Regions from separate parts of the Sus scrofa genome. Here region 1 is linked to region 2. A link is a contact called in public HiChIP or PLAC-seq data. All regions are on one chromosome and are shown on one strand. The core of a region is the stretch at or near the end of the contact, and the rest is flanking DNA. Distances in the headings are between cores, read along the strand shown.

What was found. HiChIP or PLAC-seq counts read pairs in DNA pulled down with a chosen protein or histone mark.
Region 1: an H3K27ac HiChIP or PLAC-seq map of alveolar macrophages shows a contact between it and region 2. The contact joins the enhancer-like site here to the promoter of MAP7D1 in region 2. A contact is called at or near these places in 1 of 5 promoter capture datasets (liver), 7 of 47 Hi-C or Micro-C datasets (alveolar macrophages, embryonic fibroblasts, heart right ventricle and 4 more) and 2 of 2 datasets of contacts at active chromatin or transcription factors (alveolar macrophages and skeletal muscle).

The regions. Positions count from the first base shown.
Region 1 is chr6:92,504,675-92,512,033 of Sscrofa11.1, reverse strand. OSCP1 (protein OSCP1) reads left to right here. Exons shown (of 11, transcript XM_021095954.1): 6 at 2,452-2,555; 7 at 2,991-3,119; 8 at 4,634-4,703; 9 at 6,560-6,699. Among named protein-coding and RNA genes, the nearest start is that of LSM10, 11 kb to the right of the region's middle. Within about 2 kb of position 6,098, at least 29 of the 83 cell types and tissues checked have an H3K27ac peak or open chromatin away from gene starts, as enhancers often do. A contact at or near this core is called in alveolar macrophages, embryonic fibroblasts, mesenteric adipose tissue and 1 more, where this site is marked.
Region 2 is chr6:92,295,836-92,302,678 of Sscrofa11.1, reverse strand. MAP7D1 (MAP7 domain-containing protein 1) reads right to left here and starts at 4,687. Exons shown (of 18, transcript XM_021095927.1): 1 at 3,456-4,687. The coding sequence starts at 3,501.

The DNA of each region.
Region 1 (7,359 bases), core at 4,849-7,348, 210 kb before region 2:
CAGCAGAGTGGAGTCTGGATCAAAAGCAGATGAGAGAGGAGGCAGGGAGAGCACTCCGGAGGCTCTGCAGCGGCCAGGCTAGAAGTAATGAAGGTCAACCCGAGGGAACAGGGTAGTGAGGGGGTGCCAGAGACAAGGAGTGGTACTGGGCAGGCAGGGCTTGATGACTTAGCCCTGGGAAGGTGGTGGGTGGGGGAGCTCCAATTGCTGACTTGGTGACCTGGTGATGTCATTCACTGGGATCAGGTTCAGTAAGACAGATTTTGAGCCCTGTTCCAAGCAGGGTGAATTGGAGGTGCATCCCGTGAAACCTGAAAGTGCACACGTTTAATAGGCAATGAGATAGATGGGCCAGACGCCCAGGGAAGAAGGTCGAATGGGAGCTGCAACTCTGGGAGCCAGCAGCACAGAGGTGAACACTGGTGTATGGACACGGATGAGAGCATCTCAGAATTAATAGGGCAGAGTGAGAGGAACAGGGCACAAGAGAGTCACACCTGCAGCTGGGGGCCAGAAGAGGGGCTAGGCAAGCAGGCTGACCCAGCAATGCCATCCAGCCAAGGGCAGGTTCTCTGGTCAAACACAGACACACTCTTGACTTAAATTTGTACATTTCAGATCAATGACACAGACATATTAGAATTAGCAGAGTCCAATACATTCATGTAGTCTCACTTCTCTCTCCCAATTTTCTTTCTCAGTGCTTGTACTCACAATCCTTTGGTCATATAATCTCAAGGTTAGGAGTTCCCTGGTGGCCTAGGTGCGCCACCCCCCCCCCAAAAAAGAGGTTAAATCTCAAGATTAAAGGTTCCTTAAAGGTTATCCAGCCAAACCCACCAACCAAACCAGTGTAGCATTTCCCCCTGAAACACACCTTGTTCCTGCTAGTCTGGGCTTTTGGTGTGGCTTCACCCCCACCCTCTCCCTCCAGGCCCAGCTCCAAACCCACAGTCACTCCTACCCACCCCTGTGCCTGTAGTCATTGTCCTTAGTGAGCTAATCTGCATATGCTATTCAGCATATCCTGCTTTTCAGTTTCATTGTTTTTCCACTTTAAGCTGTGTCCTGTGTCCAATGAGACTAATACCAAGATTAGCTGCCTCTTGTTGAGCACTTACTATGCATCAGCCTCTGTGATAAGTGCTTTTTTGCTCATTATCTGATTTAGTAGTCACACTAACCCATCGACAAGGTACTGTTAATACCCCCCAGTTTACCAAAGAGAAAAATGGTGTAACTTACCAAAAAAACGCAGAGCCAAGGAGTGGCCCAGCTGAGATGTGAGCCTGGACCACCCAGCATCAGCAGGCCAAACTGCCAGCGAAGAATCAAGAATCATCACCACTTTGCACTTTCACTCACTTTCACTGCCTTGCCCAAAACAGAGGCTTATTCTTGATGATATTACAATATAATCTTGTAGAATTTTAGAGTTTGAGGGGACCTTCAAGTTTATCTCACTTTATAGGTAGGGAAGCTAAGATCCAATAAATCTGATTAACTGCTGGGAGTTCCCCGTTGTGGTGCAGCAGAAACAAATCCGACTAGTATCCATGAGGATGCGGGCTTGATCCCTGGCCTCGCTCGTTGGGTCGGGGGTCCGGCATCGCTGTGAGCTGTGATGCGGCTCGGATCCTGTGTTGATGCGGCTGTGGCGTAGGCTGGCAGCTATAGCTCTGATTTGACCCCTAGCCTGGGAACTTCCATATGCTGTGGGTGCAGCCTTAAAAACCAAAAAAGGGGAAAAAAACAAACAAACAAACAAAAAAAACACCCTGATTAACTGCTACAGTTGGTGGGACTTTAACCAAAACCTCAGTATAATATGCACAAAGCAAGGGGTAAAAGTAAGCGGAATGTGGGCTTTTGAGTCACACTGAAAGCCTTCAAACTCTAAGGCCACGGGAGCCACCTGTCCGGCCCCTTCCCATCAGTCCAGCATGTGGCTGAGAGCTTGGAGTCAGAAACGCAAGGGTTTAAATCCCCAGCTATGTCCCTTCTGGGCTGACTGGCCTTGAGGACATGTCTTAACCTCTGAGTCGCTCTTTCCTCACCTGTGAAATGGAGATAATGAGGTTCTTTTAGCTCAAGCCTCGCAGCTGGATGGAAAGTTTGCAAGAAACCAAGGAATGGGGGGGAGGGATTTGGAGTCGACCTGGACTTCAAGTCCTGGTCCTTTCTCTTTGGACAAGTCACTTCAGTCTGGGGCCCTCAGGCTGCACATCTTTAAAGCAGGGGCAGCACGGCTCACCTGAAAGATTTCCTGTGCGGCTCCAAAGACGTTCTTTTGTAAAAAACGCTCTAACTCTGCAGGTGTTAGAATTATAGTGAGTTTCTCTCTCTTATTGTTTAAACTCACCAAGTAGCCACTACACATTCTCCCTCCTGAGACCGCTTATGTCTATGAAACTATACCAAGAAAAATGACAATACTATATTTTTTTCCAGGTATCCATATTTCTAAAGGACAAAGTTCAGAATTCTAATGGTCGCTTTGTATTGCCAGTGTCTGGGCCTGTCCCCTGGGGAACTGAAGTTCCCGGACTCATCAGGTGAATTCTCAACAGTCATTGTCAGAGCAATGCTTGGGGTCCCAGGAAACGATATGTGGGCCCCCTCATAGAATGCAGCCCGGCTGGGGCCCCTCCCTTTGTCCAGTTAAGCACAGCAGTGCAGACAGAGGTAAGGTTCAAACCCAGCTTGTCACTTGGCAGACACTTGAAGCAAACCACCCATTTCTCTAGGAAGTATTTCCTTATCTACTGGATGATTACTGTGAGGATGCATAAGACAATAATGCTCTAAAGTGCTACCCAGCACCCAGCACATACCATGTATTCAATAAATTTTATTATTATTATTGTGTTACTAGCATTACCTCAAGCAGCATCTTTATCTTGAAGCAGTGCATAGTACAGAGAATAAAGAAGCCTCTGGGACTCCCCCAGCTTGGAGAACATGTCGTCACATCTTATTTTATATTGTAGAATGTTCAACCACAAAGGCGAAGAAGTGAGGAAGGCAGAATTCAAGCACGGTGGAAGCTATGTTGCTGCCCCCAAAGAAGGGTCTTTTGAACTTTATGGAGACCGAGTCCTGAAACTGGGAACTAACATGTAAGCAAATTCTCCCTCCCCAAATGAATTCGAGTCTCTCATTTAAACAACCAGCTTGGGGAGTTCCCATCATGGCGCAGTGGAAACAAATCCGACTAGGAACCATGAAGTTGACGGTTCGATCCCTGGCCTCGCTCAGTGGGTTAAGAATCCAGCATTGCCGTGAGCTGTGGTATAGGTCGCAGACACGGCTTGGATCTGGCATTGCTGTGGCTGTGGCGTAGGCCAGCAGCTGTAGCTCCAATTGGACCCCTAGCCTGGGAACCTCCATATGCCACAGGTGCGACCCTAAAAAGACAAAAAAATAAAAATAAAAAAATAAACTATGTGCATCTTATTTAAAAAAAAAAAAAAAGAAAAGAGGAGTTCCCTTTGAACCTGACCTTTATGAATCTGACCTCTAGCCTGGGCCATATACTGCAGGTGTGGCCTTAAAAAAAAAAAAGAAAGAAAAAGAAAAGAAAAAAAAGATAATTTTATTTTTTTATTATTTTTAATGATTTTTATTTTTTCCATTATAGTTGGTTTACAGTGTTCTGTCAATGTTCTCCTGTACAGCAAAGTGATGCAGTCACACACACACGCACATATACATTCTTTTTCTCACATTATCCTCCATCATGCTCCATCACAAGTGACTAGATATAGTCCCCTGTGCTATACAGCAGGATCTCATTGCTTATCCATTCCAAATGCAAGTTTGCATCTTTTAACCCCAGACCCATAGTCCATCCCACTCCCTCCCCCTCCCCCTCCCCCTTGGCAACCACAAGTCTCTTCTCCAAGTCCATGAGTTTCTTTTCTGTGGAAAGGTTTGTTTGTGCCATATATTAGATTCCAGATATAAGTGATTTCTTATGGTATGTTTGCCTTTCTCTTCCTAACTTACCTCACATAGTATGAGAGGCTCTAGTTCCATCCATGTTGCCGCAAATGGCGTTATTTTGTTCTTGGCTGAGTAGCAATGAATAATTTTAAATATCCATGCAAGAGAACTAACCGAAATCTTTGTTGCAAGGGAGATCCAAAAGGGTTTGGCCTTCATGTATGGATCGCTTTCTATTTTTTTTATTTTATTTTTTTGTCTTTTTCAGGCTGCACACGTAGCATAAACTAGGGATTGAATCAGAATGGTAGCTGCCAGCCTACACCGCAGCCACAGCAATGCCAGATCCTTAACCTACTGAGCAAGGCCAGAGATCGAACCCACATCCTCATGGATATCAGTCGGGTTTGTTACCACTGAGCCACAGCAGAACTCCTCCGATCACATTTTTTTCAGCGATACACATTGCTTTGTAAGAGGAAGCATTTCCACAGAGCGTCCCAGTGTTATGATTTGGGAAGAATCGAAATTTGAGTGGTTGACACCCACTTAGTTGTATTCTGTATTCCCAGCCCCTTTCTGGATGCTTTTTAATGCCTCAGCAGAAAAGCTATGCACTCTGTTTACATGTGAGAAGGAAATCCTGGTAAAAAGGGACAACGTTTTCATGGTTTTCTGTTGCCACCAGGTACAGTGTGAACCGGCCCGTGGAAACCCATATGTCCGGAGCATCGAAGAACGCAGCTGCACGGACGCAAGTAAGCTTCTGCCTCCCTTATGTGTCTTCCAAGTTTATTTCTAGATACAGAAATCTGGACGGGGAGAAGGGTGGGAACTCTAGATTTCAGAGCTGGTCAACATTATCCTCATTGTTTGCAAGCGTCTCCATTCCGCCTTACCAGTACACAGGTTGTTAATTACGGCTCCTCATGGAGACTTCCAGCGATCTGACTAATTAGGTAATTTTAGGCTTGGCTCCACCACCATAATTAAACAGGAACCACACACCAGGACATGTGACACAGCATGGTGCCAGTGTTACAAGGCCCTCGGTTGCTGGGTTCAGCCCTTATGGGTATTCTGATCATCAAAACTCCCCTTTTCGATGCTTCCTTGAATACTGATGTAGAAGCTAAGTTCAAAATACGGTTTTGCGGACTTCCCTGGTGGCTCAGCCGGTTAAGGATCTAGCGTTGTCACTATGTGGCGTTGTCACGGCTATGGCGTGGGTTTGATCCCGGAATATTCAGTTATTCAGCAAACTTCTGTGGGCAAGGTACCCAGGCACAGAGCCGGTTTAGATGTGGTGTCATCCTGAAGTGGCTCATAGTCCTCTGGGAAAAGCCGCAATAAGAACAAATAACTATAACATGGCAGAAGAAAAGCTTGCTGGAGGAGTTCCTCTTGGGACTCAGCGGCAACCAACCCAACTGCTATCCAAGAGGACGCAAGTGTGATCTCTGGCCCTGCTCAGTGGGTTAGGAATCCAGCATCCTGAGCAGTGTTGTAGGTGGAAGACACAGTGTCATGTAGGTCGTAGGTCAAAGACGTGTCGAGTTCTGTGGCTGTGGCGTAGGCTGGCAGCTGCAGCTCGGATTTGACTCCTAGCCTGGGAACTTCCATATGCCGCAGGTTTGGCCCTAAAGAAAAAGAAAAGAAAAGCTCACTGGGCATTCTGAGTAAAGTGCTGTGTCAGAGCATGTGTCAGTGCTGTGTCTTGTCCAGGGGAGTAGGAGCAGGGGACAGGGAACAAGAAAGATTTTCCGAGGAGGTGAAGGAGGATAAGTCAGCATAGAAAGCCAGTACCAGTAAAGGCTCCTGGGGGCATAGTGTCTGGGGGAGGCGGGGAGGCAGCGCCCCACCCACGTGGCTAGATCCTAACACAATAGAGGCAGCGGCCAGAGATTCAACTGGTCAGAGCCGTGGGGCCCTGTTTCAGAAAGGGCTTAAACAATATGGATTCTATCCTTCAGGCAGGAGGCGGTGGCATGTGTCTCAAGCAAGGAAGAAGTGAGATGAGAACCGTAGTTCGGCTGGCAGCAGAGTGATGGAAGAGGCAAAGCTGGGGAAGGCTGGTTTAGAGAGCGCCAGTTGTGAGGAGGCGTGAAGCCTGCAGGGGGCGCAGGAGTTGAGGGAGGGAGCCACAGGCAGGAAAGGATTTCGGGGGTGTGTTTTCATGGATCACCACCTGAGGGCAGTGTGGTAGGTCCTTGGACCTGGAGCCTTCACCCAGGCGGCTTACAAAGGCTGGGGGAACTAGAAGGCCTGAAGAGGAAGCAGCTTGCTTCTCCTTCAGGGAGGAAAGCTGTTTTTTGTTTGATTCTTTCTGTTTCTGTTTTGAGGAGAATGGGGGTCCCTGGGGCCTTCCGCCCATCTTGAAAGAGTGCAACTCTCTGATCTGTCGCTTTGCTAGCGTCCCTCTGCTTCTGGCATGGATTATTTCTTTTTTGGTTAAGCCTGTTTTCTCTGCTTCATTTGGGCCCAGTTCTTCCCAGAAATCATTGAAACAGTTATTGTTTTGCCCTGTTCTGTAATTCCACCCTGGGTCTCTGGGTTCTCAGCAGGAAATGTGATCCCCTTCGTGTGGCTAAAAATCATGAAATTGTTTCTGCAGGAATACACTGCTCCAAACCCTCTTGCTAAAGAAGAGCTGAATCTCTTGGCCAGGCTGATGGGAGGGATGGAAATTAAGAAACCCTGTGGCCCTGAGTCAGGATTCCGGTTGAATCTCTTCACCACTGATGAAGAGGAGGAGTATGTGTCAAACCTGTTTCTTTAAAGACATATGCAAAAATCCTCAGTGTGATAAGAATCAAAAAATAACCATTGTGTGGCGTTCCCACCACGGCTCAGCAGTAAAGAACTCGACTAGTATCCATGAGGATGCTGCTTTGATCGCTGGCCTCACTCACTGGGTTAAGGATCTGGCGTTGCTGTGGCTGTGGCGTAGGCCAGCAGCTGCAGCTTCAATTTAACCCCTAGCCTGGGAACCTCCATATGCCGCAGGTGTGGCCTTTAAAAAAACAGTAATTAATAACCATTGTAAACCAGTAACACTCATAGACATAAAGATCACAAACCAAATACCGGCCAATTCAATAACTTAGTTAAAGAAGAATCCAGTGGTATTCAATAGCCTGAACCTTCTGGAGACCTTCCAAAAATAGTTCTAATGTTTTATTGAGCAAAGCACAGTTCAGCAAGAGAACTGGAAGTCCAGATAATCATATGAAGAAAAGACTGTTGAGGAGTTCCCATTGCGGTTCAGCAGAAACAAATCTGACTAACATCCGTGAGGACACAGGTTCGATCCCTGGCCTCACTCCGTGGGTTAAGGATCTGGCATTGCTGCGAGCTGTGGTGAAGATTGCAGATTCAGCTCAGATCTGGCGTTGCTGTCGCTGTGGTGTAGGC
Region 2 (6,843 bases), core at 3,438-5,937:
AGTGCCAGGCAGAGCTGCCACCACCAACAAAGCTGCATTATCTGGGCCTGGCTTGTTGGCTGCCTCACTGGTCCCAAGGCCCAGTGGGGACCCAAGGACATGGTTCCCAGATGCCTGTGACCAAACTCCCTTCTCAGCCTTGGTCAGACCTGAGACCTGCCCTATGCCCTCAGGCGCCACCACCCCAGCCTGGGCTCTGCTTTGAGTTCTTTCCCTGCTCCCTCAGCCTGGCCCACCACCAGCTGATGCCCATCCCTGGGAGTGGGGTGGTGAACTGGCCTGGTGCCCCTTCCTCCTCATTTGCATATGCGTGACTGCACATTAGGGGCTCATTAAGGGCCTCATTACTGGGCCCACCAGCCTAAGAAGGGACAGAAGCTGTCGGTGGGAGCTGCCAGCCAGGCTGGCTGCTGTATGGAGAGACATGGCCCATCGTGCCAGCCTCACCAACATCTCCTCATCCGTTCAGGTCTACCTCAAATGCCTCCTGGGTGAGGTCTTCCCCAGGCAGAGCCCACTGACTGCTGTATCACCATGCCACCTGTGCCTCCCAGCAGTGGACACATCTGCTTTCCCCACTGGGTCCAGAGCTCCCTGAGGAGCTCTGATTCACTTCTCTGCCGATGGCACAGCCAGCTGGCACAAGGTGGGTATAAGTATGGGTGTGCTGGATAGTGGCACCCATCCCATGGGTCTCTCTCCCACTCCCACAGTGCCACTCCAAGTAAAGGGGCCCTCTGTTCCCAGATACATCTCGGCTCATGTTTGTCTAGAACCCACCTCCCCCTTGCTCTCTGGCCTACATTCACCTCTCGAAGTTCTTTTTTTTAATTATTATTTTTTTTGGCCGCACCTGCAGCACACGAAAGTTCATGGCCAGGGATTAAACTCACACTACAGCAGTGATCCAAGCCACTGCAAGACAATGCTGGATCCTTAACCCATTGTGCCACAAGGGAACTCCTACCTCTTGAAGTTCTAATTAATCCATACCACCTCCTCAGGCCTCTAAAGGAATTAAAAATAATAACAATAAAAATAAATAGCCTTTATTGAGCATTAACTATGTATCAGGGCCTCTCCTGAGTGTATTATGTGTTCCTCTAATTTAATGATCCCAATGTCTCTATGTCTCTATGTGTATAATTTCCAACATTACTGTCATATTATCGATGGGAAAATTTAACTAAGGTCACACAGTGCAAGTTATGAAGGGAGATTGAAACTGTTTGATTCCAGAGTCTACACTCTTAAGCAAACTGACACCCAATTCCTGCCCCTGCCTCCCCCACATTTTGTACCTTCCTGCTGGCACCAGTTCCAGTGAGCCTGACCACAATAATGGTGACAACACCGTACTGCGGGCTTCTGTGTGCCAGACTCCTGTAGCTCCATCATCTCTAACCCTCACATTAACCCAAAATGCTCCTTGTAGAAACTGTGGCCGGAGAAGGTAAGTCACTTGCTCCAGTCCACACTCATCCCCGACTCCATGCGGCCTCCTGTTAACGCTCCATGCAAAGGGAACTCAAAGAGAGCAAGGATCCTGTCATGTGTGCTCAGCGTCTCAGACCCATGCCCCCCACTCTCACAGGGCACATACAAGGGATACTGTCTTTACTCCCAGGAAGCCCTTGACTCATAGGGCCCCTTGTCACCTTCGACTTCTGTATAGGGACGGCCACCATCTGACCCAGATTCTCACGTAAGTCCATTCTGGCCCCTGTGTATAGAAGAGTCCGCCCAATCCAGGACCCCGTATGCAGGACCCACCCAGGCCCCTCAAGTATTCCACCCGTGCCCTCATATTCAGCCCCAATATCCGACTTATATGCCCTACTTGTAGACCAGCCACCTACCCCAGCCGTCATCTATGGCCCAGTAATCACCTCCATTCGGGCCCCGATGTACACACAGTGCCAGGGACCCTCAGCTGCAGAGGGCCAAAAAGCAGATGGAAGGGGCCCAGGCTAGGCCTCCCTGAATGTCCCCTCTCAGGCTCAGCAGGGCCAAAACAGACCCAAGTGCCATTGTTCCAGCACAGCCTCCAAACCTCCCAAACTACACCAGTCTGATAAGCTCCCCTCTGCGTCCGTCAGCTCCCATACCCACAGGGTCCCCCTGAAGCACCCACACTGGCATGGGGAGGAGCCCACCCACAGCCAAGCGGCTCCACCTTGTCCTGGGCTCTCCGCACCCATAGACACTGTTTCATCCTGGGCCTACACCCCAGGGGGCAGGGAGGTGACAGGGATTAGGCTCTAGGACTCTCTGGAGGTGTGGGGTTGGGGCCACCTCCCCCCTGAGTCAGTGGGAACAGAACTCGGGTCCTCAGTAATCATGCTCTTCCCTCCCTTTCCAGGAAGAAAGAGAAAGAGAAATCCCTCCCTCCAACCCCAGGCCCAACCAGAAACCTGTCCCCACCCCCTCATCAGCTGCTCCCAGATCCGAATGGGATTTGCAGAAGTCCCGGCACTGGTGGTTGGTGGGGTGAGGGGAGGAGAGAGGAGAGCTTTGAAGGGGGGGGGGGGGGGAGTGTGTGTGTGTGTGTGTGTGTGTGTGTGTGTGTGTGTCAAAAGAAGGTAGGTATCTGAGGCCTCAGGCTGAGGAATGATGTGGCAGGTCCCTGGAGTGCCGGCCTCGTACATTCTCCAGGGAAAGCCTCAGACCCAGAGAGGCTGAAAAGGAGGACGACAGGATGGACAGATTTACTTCTGGCCCCCTCCTCCCCAAATCGGACTGGGTGGGCTCCAGAGTAGGCCAGGCTGCAGGGGAATCAGCCCACTCCCCAGCTCCCGCCCTCGCCCCAAACAATGCCGCTTCCCCCTCCCCCTCGCCTTTATCCGGCGGGTTACTTGGCAGCCGCCGCTAGAGACCTCCCCCTCGCCTCCCCTCCCGGCCAGCCCTCTGCAGCAACAGGCCCTTTGCGCGGCAGCTGGAGGGATGGGGTGGGGGCGAGGTCTGGGCCAGGGCCTGGGCGTGGGGGGCGCCAGGGCCTAGGCTTCGGTATGCAAGGCTTCCGGCCTGAAAATCTGGACCCCCGACACACACATCCAGGCAGGGGTCACACGTGCCCATCAGGGATGGGGAGGGGGACAGACGCCCCACTCGGGAGAAGAAGATCTTCAAGGCCTGGGGTGGACTGGGAAGGTGGGTAGAGGCAGGGAAGCTGAGGTGACACTGGACGGGGGCAGAAGGGTCACCAGCAACTCCACAGCAGGGTCCCGGCGGACCCCGCCGCTCAGGCCTTCCCAGCGCCCGGGGTGGGGGAGGGGGCAGCTGTCAGAAGATGCGTCTGTGGCCCAGAGCCGCCGACGCCGCCACAGCCTTTATTTTTAAACTTCCAAGTGGTCAGAGGGCGCGGCGAGGGAGGGGTCCCCGCTGAGCGGGCCGGCCTCATCCTCGGCCTTCCCGAGGCCCCTAGATGCCCCTCTCCCATCTATCCTCTGGCATACCTGGGGGTGCGCCGGCACCCGGCTCCGAACGCGAGCCGCTCTCCATGGCTGCGGCGTTACGGCTGGGGGGGTATCTCGGGGGTCTCAGCGGCGACGGCGGCGGCGGCCGGCGGCCAAGATAGGGGTCCCGCGGCGCATCACGCCCGGCCCGGCCCGGCGGGCAACGATTCGGAGGTGGAGGGAGCTCCGGAGAAGGTCGAGGCTGACTCGGCTGGTGGCCTGCGGGCTCGGACTCGCCGGCCGCCCAGTGTCTGCCGGCTCCGGCCGCGATTCTGCTCCTTGCCAGTCGCCGGCCCAGTCCCGGCCGCGGCCCAACCCTATTGTACCGCCCGGGCTGGGCCTGGCCTCCCCGCCGGCGCGTACCAAGTGCGACGCGGGGAGAGCCGCCCCCGCAGCGCCGGAGCACTGAGCGGCCGCGCGCGCGCCCCGCCCCCGTCCTGGGGCGCGGGACCTCGAGCCTGGGGACGCCTCTAATGCGGGCTGCGGTGGAGGGGACGCCACGACACCCGGAGAACGCCCGTCCAGCTGCCTCCCCCGCGGCCGCGCGTTGGTATGCGCCGCAGCGTGAGCCGACTATGTAGGGAGCGCTTTGGTGACTCACCCGCCGCTGGGACTGAGGGGAGTAGGGGGGAGCCGGGATGGGAACCCCCAATCCCACCCTGGAGCCTGGGAGCTCCGGTTCTGGGGATCTCAGCGGCAGCTTCCAGTCTACATTCTCTCCCAAGCCCACCTCCAATAAATTCACCTGGGAACGTGGGGAGACCTGAAGGAGGGTCACAAGAAGCTCCCTAAAAGGGCTATGCTTTCTCTCCCCCGGTGATGGCTGGGGTGGGGAGAGGCCCGGGAACCTTTACGCCTGCCCTTCCTCCATCATCCCACAGTTGGTGTCTTCCCTGCTCCTCTGGGGTAATTACAGACCTGCACCACTGCTTTACCCAAGTCTCTAATCTTCTGGGTCTCTCCCGGCTCCAAACTGGGTGGTCCAGGCTCTGAACCACCCCCAGCCCCATCAGAGGACCCCTCCAGGTTCTCCGAAAGGATTTTTCTCCCCTGTGTCCTGTGGAAGGAGGCAATAAGTCCCTTCTGACTCCCCTCCCCCAAAGTAGTCCTATTTCCCAGGCCTGGGGAATCGATCCCCCAATCCCCTTGCTAGTGCCAGCTGAGGTGGGGCCTCAAGCCGAGTCAGGCCCAGCTTGAGCAGAGAGCTGGGAGCTTGCTGGGAAGGTGGATCGATGATGGTGCTGCAGGGATTGACAGAGGGGAGGAAGGAGGAGGCGCAGCTGGGCCCTGGCCACCCCATCCCTGCCCTTTGTCCTGACCTCCAGAAGGTCAGTTGTCTGGTTCTCCGTTGCCCAAAGATTAGGCCCAGCGATATGCTGTCCTCTGTCCCCCTCCCCTTTCCCGCCAGTGCCTCCTTTGAGCAGCTCCAGAGAGCAGCCATTTCAAGGCGGAGGGTTGGGAACAAAAGAGTCTGAGTCTCAGGCCACCTGGGAGCTGACTGTCCTGGGAGGAATGAGTAGTTGGGGGCCCGACCCTTCTTGGGAGGGCCCTGGAGGGAAAATACTACCTTCCCCAGTCCGAAAACATTAGCAAAGGATAATGATAGAAAGCCTGCAACTAGAGCTGGTCATCTTAAGCTACTGTCTTAACTTTTCTGAAACCCAGTTTGCTCACATAAAATCAGGAAGATAATTATATTGAGGGAACATGGGGTCGATGTAAAGGTGATTAAGGCAACGCAGATGAAGTGCTTAGTACTGAGCCTGGCGTATAGGAATAAATAAGGGTGGTGATGATGATGAGCTTCAAAAATACAAGTGCATTAAGATGAGAAGCAGATCCCCCATCTTTATTGCCAGCCATCCTATCTGACAATAAAGATCCCCAGGGGGATGATGGAGCCCAGGACTGTCCTTTGTGAGGTCACCCTGTGGATGAGGGAGCCCAGGACTGACCTTTGGGAGGTCAGAGGCCTCAGGGCCTGCATCTTCCAGAGCTGAACCTGCCCACCCCGACCCAGGCAGTGACTAGACTCAGAATTCAGGAACAGAATCCAACAGGGGAAGGGCCTTCCGGGATGGTTCTCCCTCACCCCCATACACAATCTTGAGACTGTTGCAGGGACAAAGACATATATAGGTGAGAATAGTGAGGTACCCTCATTAGCTAGAGCTCCAGGGCAGCGGAGGGGGGAAGGATGGCTGAAAATGAAAGGATAGGCCAGGGATGGCCTATGTAGGAGGATTTGAATGCCAATTGGCATCATGATCTATACAGTGGAGGTCTTGGGGAGCTGCTGAAGGTTCTTCGGAAGGGGAAGGATTGGCTTTAGAACTGGAAATCCTCCATTGTGTCTAATGGTGGGGGATTGACTTTGAGGAGCTCCCGCAAAGAGACAGTGTAGGGTATTAGCCTACTCAGTGGTTCTTAACTAGAGGCAGTTTTGCTCCCCAGGGACATTTGGCAATATTTAGAGGCATTTGTGGTTGTCGTAACTAGGGGTGTTACTGGTATCTAGTACTTAGTCACCAGGGTTGTTAACATTCTGCAAGGCACGGGACCACCCCCAGAACAAAGACCCATCAGGCCCCAAATGTCAGTGGTGCCAACGTTGAGGAGCCCTTCCTTAGACTGAGGCACCTGTACCTCCTCACAGGATGCTAGCGGTGGGAGTTAGGCAACTTGACATTCTCTGGCCAGCCTCAGAAGGCTTCCTACACGTCCGTCCGATGGATGCATCCGATGGGTCGGCAGCATCGAGTCCTGGGAGGATGACTGAGGGGAGCCAGGAGAGCACCCGTGTCCTGTGAGTGCTGCAGTAAGACCAGACAGTCGGAGTGGACTCCTTGCCATCTGCCTCCTAACTGATCGGGATCCTTGGTGGACCCCAGGCCACAGCAACTGACAGGGCTTAGAGTGGGTGTCTCTGAGGTTGGGGCTGAGTGATCGTGTTCCCCAAACATTACACATCCCAGAGAAGGAGAAGGGGAGCACTTGCAACATCATGGGCTGAGGCCCCAGCAGGATGCCCTGCCCTCTAAGGTAAACGGTGAGGAGCTGTCACCTTCCTGTGCCTCCCCTTCTGCCTGGGGCAGTTCTCCTCCCCTTCCACAGAAACAGGCTTGGAGTCGTCAGTCTGGGCTGGAGCAGCTGGGCTGGGGGGCAGGTCGCTGAATGGGGTTCAGAAATACATCCCTTTCCTGATCCCACCAGGGGGAGAACAGGTGTAAGAGTGTTTATAACCTCCTAGGTTTGGTGGGACAGGGTCCAGGATGAAGCTGGCAGTGAAGGAAACCACTGGGAGGTTTGACAAAGAGGTATCAATTGGGACCAAGGCCCTGGAGGCTGTCTCCACACCCACAAAGTAGGAAGTAGGAGGGGCCTCATG